2 separate regions of the Oryctolagus cuniculus genome follow, and region 2 is linked to region 1. Evidence: chromatin contacts called from public Micro-C data. All regions are on one chromosome and are shown on one strand. The core of a region is the stretch at or near the end of the contact, and the rest is flanking DNA. Distances in the headings are between cores, read along the strand shown.

Region 1 (4,285 bases), core at 239-2,738:
TGACCCAGAGCCAGTGCCCTATCCCAGGGAAGCTGCTGCAGGGCAGCTCAGAATCATAATGGCAAGCATTCGCCTTAGGCCAAATGCCTGGACCCAATAACCTGGGAGGCCTGTCATCCTCCAGGGGCGCCCCGCCTCTGGGAGCCTGGGGGAGGGGCGGGGGACATGGGGACATGGGGACATGGGGAGCTCACAGCCAGGAGCTTCCTTTGCTCCCATCTGGGAGCCAGGGTGGCTTCTCAGAGGATGCTGGGACCCAGTGCCCAGTGCCCTAAGTCAAGAATGTGCCCTGCTAGCCAGGCCTGGTGGAACCTGAGGCCAGGAGCTGACAATGATTAACCTCCCAGGGTTGCCCACAGGACACAGCAGCACCCCACAGGGGACCTACCTATAGTCAGATCTCACCTTGCAGGAAACCCCCCCTGTCCTAGAGCCAGACTCAGGCTCTGGATGAGGACTCAGAGGGAAACAGGCTGGACGTGCTCCCCTTCCTTCCTGCGGCAGGATTCCCTGTCATGCCCTCGGGCCGCCTCTGCCACAACTGGGTGGACCACACACCAGCTCCCAAACAGGCTCCTGCTTCTGCCTCTGTGCTGCTCAGCTGAGCCTCCCACCCTCCCCACCACTGCCTCCTCCCTTCTCACACTTGAAAAGCCTGGGCATTGTCTCCAGGGCCTCTGCCCAGGAAGTACCCTGGGCCTCCTTCCCCTTCCTATCCTTTGCCTTACCTATGCTAACTCAATTCTTCAACACCCAACTCCCATTGAACAGATGGGAAAATGGAGGCAGAGAAGCTAGAATCAACCCCATCCATGCTTGGCCAACATGCAAGCAAGTTCAACGTGAATTTCACTACAGGCTCCACGCAGGGAGAATGACATTTGCTTCGTGCACTGGTAATGACAGCCACAAACTTCCCACCATCTACCTGGGCCTTGGTCTGACACTTGCTGGCCACCATGGCCAACTGCTTTATCTAATCTGACTGCTCAGGGCTGGAGGACAAGGACAAGGACAGAGGTAGAGGCCCGTTTCCTGTGACAGAGTATCTACCAGTCCCTTCTGTAGGCACTCCATGGCAGACACCTTTAGCTTCCTCCCCACCTCCACCCAGACAGGTCGGGTCATCACAAGCTCAGATGTGCTAATTAAGTCACACAGTAAAGTGGCTGTGCCAGGTCTCATGCCCAGGCAGCACAGGGCACGTGCCTGAGCGCCTACACCAGAGACCAAGCAGACAAGAGCTACAAGTTAGCAACAATGCATCAGGCACCCCAGGGGCAGGAGGGAGACACCACACTGGCTGGCTGTTTACCTCCACAGGAAGTGTCTGCCTAACCTACCCTAGAGAGGAGTGAACTTTGGCCCTTTCCCAGAGGGGGGGGTCTAGCATGTGACCCCGGGTGGGCAGAGTGCGGGGACCAGGTCAGACATGCTCAGATGCAATGTGGCAGATGGGCAGGGGGAGTGACACCCCCAATTAGGAGATGAGGCTCAGGCCTGCCCCCCAGCCCATGCCAGCAATAAGGCTTCCAGCAGCTATTTCCTAACACCTTACAAGCATTAATTGCATTCATTAAACCTCACAGTGGGGGGTGAGTGAGAAGGGGGCCAGTATGGGCATCTTTGCTATGTCCAACCCTGAGGGTGAGTCAGAAAGGGAGATTGGAAGATACTGCCACCTCCTGTCTGAGCCACTCCTGCGGCCTTGCGGGGAGACAAGCTCCTGCATCCTGCACTGGGGCTGTTCCCACTGCCCCTGCAACACAGCAGCTCCCTCCCCACATGGAGGCCGACCCGGCTGGGCTCCCATCAGCCGGTGCAGAAGGGAAGAGGCCTCACCTCGGTCAGCCCAGGAGGACAAGGATGGACTGCATGCAGCAGGCACCTCCCAGAGCCAGAGGCTGCTGCTCCCCAGAGCACAGCCCCACTCAACTCCAGAAAAGATGAAACAGAAACACAGGTTAGAAACGGCTTGGCCCTGGTTCTGCAGCCCCAGTCCTGAGCTCTGCCTCTGGAAAAGCAACCAGGAAGCCTCCCTTTGGTCCCCACGACTCAAGGGATTCTGGGAAATCGCTCAGTGCCTCCAGGTCAGGACCGCGCACAGCATGGTGGCTGTCTGCTCACAGCCAGGCCTCAGGATGATAATCAGAATTATCAAAAGAATTTGCCACAGGGAGGACTGCACAAATGCACAATACTGGCCATGCACACATTCCTTGCAGCCTTGATGCTGATAGCACCACAAACTGCCCAAACATTACCGACTTAAGCTTATATACCACTCAAAAATGTGTGCATACCATTACACATGAGACAAGTATTTGTTTTCAGAAAACACTTGAGTTACCTATGCAAGGGGTTCAAGAACTTTTATACTTTCCACTCCTTTTCCAGCAACCCCTTGAAGTACAATTGATTCACAGGAATAAAACCTAGGAGCATACAGAAAGATTGAACAGGTATGGCCACTTCACGTTTAAAATCGAAAATTTAGAAATGCAAGCAACCAGGCCCCCATTGAGGGGCGACACCCCCAGAAAGTGCAGTTAAGGACCACTCCAGAAGGGGGAGAAGCAGAATTCTGGGAGCTACTTCCCACCCCCAGAGCCCTCTGCACCAGAGCCAAGGCCCCTGCACTTCTGCACCTCCCTCCCACTGCTGCAGCTAAGGATGCCTTCGACGCAGTCCATCTGAGCATCAGGGCAGCCTTGACCTCATCTGCTGCACTGCCAAGCTGTTTATGATTCCAGTACGCAAATCCCCCAGCCAAAGAGCGCACCAAAGCCTCTGTGCACGGACACTGACAGTCACTGCAGTCCTGCAGCCCAAAGGCACCACTGGGCGAGGGGCACCTGTTAGAGGTGGGAAATCTGCACAATGCAGTGGCATTGGTTTAGGTGCCCCCCTTGCACCTGTATTCTCTAACTGAAAACTCCCTTAGGACTCCCAAGCTCTTGTTGAGGATGGTTTTACAGGACAATCGCACTTAAGTCTCCTGTCCAAAAGAAACTTCCTTTGTGTTGGGCCACTTGGGTTTAATCCACCTGATTATTTGTCTGTGGTAAGTCAGGCATCCAATATTTCCCCAAGGAAAGCCAAGACCCCTGTGATGCCAAGGTGCCCAGCTCCACCTTGCGCAAGGCTTGCTTATTTCTCTATTTGAAAGGCAGAGTTACAGAGAGGCAGAGAGAGGTCTGTCTGCTGGCTCACTCCAAGTAGGTGCAATGGTCAGAGCTGGGCCAATCCAAAGCAAGGAGCCGACACTGGCACTGGCATCCCACGTCAGAGCATCAGTTCAAATCCCCACTACTCACTCCTGATCCAGCTCCCTTGCTCAGGGCCTGGAAAGGCAGCAGATGGCCCAAGTGCCTGGGCCCCTGTACCCATGTACGTGGGAGACCTGCATGCAGCTCCTGGATCCTGGCCAGACCTGGCTGTCAGTCATCTGAGGAATAAGCCAGCGGATGAAGCTCTGTCTCTCCCTTTGTCACTGTGCCTTGCAAATCTTTTTAAAAACAAAAACTGGCCAGGTACTGCCCACCTCAATGGCAGAGACTCAATGAGTCTTCTCCAAGACTCATCCAGCCAGCTCTGGGAGGTAGAAGGGGCTGCGTGAAGTCTTCTACAGTACTTGACACTCCTCGCAGGCTGGCCTTAGCTCACGCAGATTTTCACACCTGACTATGCTTCCAGCTCAACCCAAACACCCCAGGACACAGGAGGAGACAGAGGACTTGGGCCAGCCAGCGTACAGCACTGGGGTCTAAGTACAGCTTTCTTGCTGGTTCATGCCAACTAGCTCCCTGGGTCTGTGTGCAGACTGCAGGGGGTAGGGGGCAGCCCCCCAACCTCTTCCCACCGCAGGGGCCTGCAGCTGGCCCCATCCACCCCCAGCCTCTCTGCTCTGCTGGGCATCCATGCCAGGTGCTGAGGAATTAAGGCAGGCAGAGAGCAGTCCTCCCAGAGCGGCCAGTAGGGCAAGGAGGGGGTCAGGAAAAGCAGAGTGTGCTAACAGAAGCTAGCTCCGCCCACCAAAACCTGCACTGCTCACTTCAGGCATCCTGCTGCCCAGAGTTCACGGGACAAGATTTTCCCACACCCCTGTGCTCAGAGCTCTCTAAATCCAGGTGCAACGCATCCCATATAGGATAACCCAGAAAAGCCCCTGCCATAGCCCCTGCCTGTTGAGGCATCCAGCCTAGTGGGTGCCTTGCCCCTGCCCTGCAGGCCCCTCGGGGTGCTGCCTGTGGTGGTGGCTGTGTGCAACCCAGCCCGCATCCAC
Region 2 (3,999 bases), core at 528-3,027, 210 kb after region 1:
CCTCAGTGGGCTGAGATCTGACGGTCTGTGCACCTGGCCCAGGCACCCCCCCCACCCCCACCCCCACTGCAGGACGAGTGAGCCGTGCTGCTGCAGTTACTGTGGTAACTGAGTCCCTCGGGGATGTGCCCCACGTGGCCGGACACGGGCTGAGCGGCTGCAGCTCCTGTGGCACCTGCAGGTGGGCCCGGAGGACTCTCCCTGCCACACTCCCCACCCTGCTGGGGTCTAGGCCCCAAGGGCACGTGCCCTGCTGGTAACTGTAGCTGCCTGGTTCCTACCCACCGCCTGGCCTAATTGTTTCCATAGCAACTGGCGGAGTCAGCCTCAGAACGGCTGGCCTGGAGGAGCAGAGGCGAGGCTGAGAGGGACCGCACGTGCGGACTGCTCTGGCGTCGGCAGGCTGCATCCGCTGTGCCGACACCCCCACCCCCGCCCCCACCCCGCCTTCACCTCTCCCAGCTCCTCACTGAAGGCCCTGGGGTCTCCCAGGGCTGCGGGCTCCCTTCCTCCTCGGCTGTGGCTTCGTCTGGCCAGGAGGGGCGGATGCCAGCACAGCAGCGGCTCCCTCTCCTGCTCTCCTCGCTGGCTGCCACCACCGTGCCCTCCCTCAGGGAGGAGGGTGGAGGAGGAGGGAGCACACAGGCTGGGAGCTGCTTAGAATATAAACCAACTACGGGGGCTCTGTGCTGGGGCCTGTCCCTCCCACTCGCCTCGGGCAGCACAGGAGACCGGCACCGTGCCCATCCGTGCCCATCCGCAGGGCAACCCTGGTCCTCTGTCCCCGGGGCTGGTCCTTTTCTTTTCTTTTTAAAGGTTTGTTTATGCATGTGAAAGGCAGAGTTCCAGAGAGAGATGGAGAGACAAAGAGAGAGGTCTTCCATCCGTTGGTTCACTCCCCAGATGGCCGCAATGGCCAGAGCTGGGCTGATCCAAAGCCAGGAGCTTATTCCGGGTCTCCCATGTAGATGCAGGGACCCGAGCACTCGGGTCATCCTCCATTGCTTTCCCAGGCCGTAGCAGAGAGCTGGATCAGAAATAGAGCAGCCGGGATTAGAACCGGCACCCATGTGGGATGCCGATGTTGCAGGCGGCAGGTTAACCCACTGCGCCACAGCGCCGGCCTCTCGCTCCTTTTCATTGCAGGGAGGGGAGAGCAGGAGCCAGGGGGTTGGGGTCAGGGAGGCCTGGGTGTCCGGCCATGTTCCCAGCTGTGTGTCCTCGGCAGCGTAGTAAGCCGCTCTGAGCACGTGCAGCTCCTAACAGCCTGCAGCTCTGTGAGCTGTGAGTCCCGGTTCACAGCAAGGAAACCGAGGCACGGGGAGGTCTGAGCTGAAATCACACACCTGGGTTCTCCGGGTTCTCTGGGGAGGCAGCAGTGGGAGCAGCAAACTTAGTTGCTCATCAGCGAGATGGAAGCCCCGCCCTCCTCTCGGGGCAGCCGAATTAAATGAGCCCGTTATGTAGGGCACCTGGCACACGGGGCTGCCTGGGGAATGTCAGCCTGACCCCCTCCCGGGCCTGCACGCCGGACTGCCCGTGTCCAGGTGGCCCCACAAAGACACACACTGCCAAGGTAGGGTCAGCAGTGCACCGCACCCCCACACCACCCCCAGGTGAACCCACGGGGTCAGAGGGGAGGGTCTGGTCCCTCTGCAGCCAGGGCAGAGCTGCAGAGCCTGCAACACCCCCCACCCCCGCCCCGCCCCTCCCTGCCTGGCCGAGTCTGCCAAGTGGCCAGAGGCGCTAGCCTCCTGGACGGCCCTTGCCAGCTGGCGGGCTGCCTCTCCTCCTGCCCCAGCCCAGAGCCTGCAGATCCTATCTCGGCATGCCCTGCTGGCCTCTCTGGATGCGGTCAGCTGCGGGCTCTGTCACAGGCACCCCTGCCGCGCCAGCCCTGCCTGCTGGGAAATCGGAGCCCGTCCCTGGCCCCGGAGGCAGGCCCAGTGTTCCTGTCCCAGGAAGGGGGGGCAGGGGACAGGATGGAGACTTCTTGAGGCTCTGCTGGGAGGCCGCCTTGCTTCCTGGCCTCTGGTTAAAAAGAAAGGAAGGAAGCAGAGCGGCCTCCTGGCTCAGCGGTTTGTCCCCGGCAGAGCCTGGGGGCCTGGACAGCCCCTGCCCCCCTCCCCGCCCCCAGCGCCAGCAGCACAAACAAAGGAGGCTGCGAGGATCGGGAAGGATCGGGAAGTCCGGCGATGGGAAAGTCCAGGGCCTCCCAGCTCCACGCTGCTCTTCCACCAGCCGGAGCGAACCTAGGCCAGAGCAGGGACAGAGCAGGAGGGCCGGGTGTGGCCTCCGCGCAGCCCCAGCTCCTGGAGGGTGGGGGAGGCCTCCGGGGGCTCGCTTCTGCCCCGTCTGCTGTGACAGGCATTGCTGGCAATGGGCAGCGACACGGTCACCCTTCTTCTGCGAATGAGTGGTCCACTCATGTGGCGCCCAGACCGCTCCGCGGTTTCCTGCCCTTCCCCGACTTGGTCCCACCCCAGCCTCGCCTGGCCTGTCCTCTCCCAGCTCCCATTCTTGCTGTGTGACTATGGGAAGGTTGCATGGCCTCTCTGTGCACTGTTGCCGCCTCTGTAAAGGGGGGGGTGTTCATTCATCCAGCACCCCCTCACGGGGTTCAGCTCAGGAACCATCAGCGACGGAGTGAGCGTGAGCCGTGCTCACGTGCTTGGCACGCAGCTCTCTGAGCTCCTGGCCGCTCCTGTGGGCTCTGAGGGACTCCCTGCTGCTTCTCCGTCTCGCTTCCTGAGCCTGTGTCACTCGCGGTCTCCCCATCCGCCCCACCCCGAATGCTCACGTGCCGGCCACTGATTCACTTCCCCAAAAGGAGAGTTCGCTACCTCTTGAGCTGGCCCCCAAGTCTGAACCCCCCCCCCAGTCTGTGGACCCCAGGGCTGTAAAGGAGAACGGCCGCCCTCGGACCCACCCGGAGACGCGGTGGGCTCTGCCTGCGCTGAAACGTGTGCTGATGGGTGGGTGCTATGGGTGCCGGTGTTTGGCCTGGCTCAGGTGAAACCAGCACAGCATCGATGGTTGCCAAGGCCACGCACAGCCGGGTCTAGAGCCCAGCCTGGCTCGGCTTTTCTTGGCAGGGCGGTGCTGAGACGATTCCCGAGCACCTGCTCTGCAGCCTGCTGGCTCCGGGCTGGCCCCTTGCCCCCTGGTGGCAGTGAGGCCACCATGTAGGGGCCTGGCTCATCTCAGCAGAGCCCCGGGAATCCCTCTCTTACTTGTCCCTGCTTGCACCTCAGCACGCCCTATCCTGGTATTTGTCTCCCCCATGAGCCCCTCCTCCGAGGACCCTGCGGAGCCAGCCCTCTGGGTGTGAGCCCACTTCTATCCAGAACACAGTGGGCAGAGCGGCTCCCACCGTCCAAGGCCTGCCCGACCGTCCTGCCCGCCGCATAGCGAGCCCCGTCCTCCGGCTCCGCTCCCGTGGGGCGGGTGCCCCGCCAATAACTGCCCCATGTTTCCTGTGCTCACCTGGCACACCTGTGGGCCCTTCGATGGCGCTGCTGGCAAAGGAACTGACCAAGGAAAACCCTTTCTCCCGCCCGCCAGGGGCTGCTTCAGCTGCACCCGGTTTTATCAGCGATACCTTCTCCTGAGCAGGACACTGCTGACCATCAGCAAAAGGACTCGGGGCTCCCGCTGCACGGGCTGCCCAGCACGTGTCACCATCGCACCCCCGCGGGGAGGGGCCGGCCCGTGCCTCGTTGTCGGACAAGCTCGTCTCTGAGGAAGCAGAACAGAAGCGGCAGAACTCTTGGTCTGAAAACAGGAACTGCACTCCGCACTGCGGCACCATCGCCACGGACTCACGGGACCATCTGGCAGACGCTGACCCAAGCTGGCCCGATGCTGGGGGCCGTGGCCTAACGGCCCCCTGGGGCTCAAGACGTCCAGTCTCGGCGGGCACTGAGGAGAGGGCACGCAGCGCTGTTTGCCTTGCTGGGCAGGGGGCAGAGCCGCCCCGTCCTCTCTGGGTTGCCCCTT

What was found. A called contact is a pair of places that touch in the nucleus more often than the background predicts.
Region 2: a Micro-C map of ear pinna shows a contact between it and region 1, with 5 times the contacts expected there. The contact joins two enhancer-like sites. A contact is called at or near these places in 2 of 6 Hi-C or Micro-C datasets (ear pinna and an unstated tissue).

What each region holds. Positions count from the first base shown.
Region 1 is chr11:25,128,358-25,132,642 of mOryCun1.1, forward strand. The region is part of intron 1 of DNMT3B (DNA methyltransferase 3 beta); the gene reads right to left. Among named protein-coding and RNA genes, the nearest start is that of DNMT3B, 8.6 kb to the right of the region's middle. Within about 2 kb of position 1,489, at least 1 of the 8 cell types and tissues checked has an H3K27ac peak or open chromatin away from gene starts, as enhancers often do. A contact at or near this core is called in ear pinna, where this site is marked.
Region 2 is chr11:25,338,379-25,342,377 of mOryCun1.1, forward strand. All of the region lies in intron 3 of NOL4L (nucleolar protein 4 like), which reads left to right. Among named protein-coding and RNA genes, the nearest start is that of NOL4L, 58 kb to the left of the region's middle. Within about 2 kb of position 1,778, at least 5 of the 8 cell types and tissues checked have an H3K27ac peak or open chromatin away from gene starts, as enhancers often do. A contact at or near this core is called in ear pinna, where this site is marked.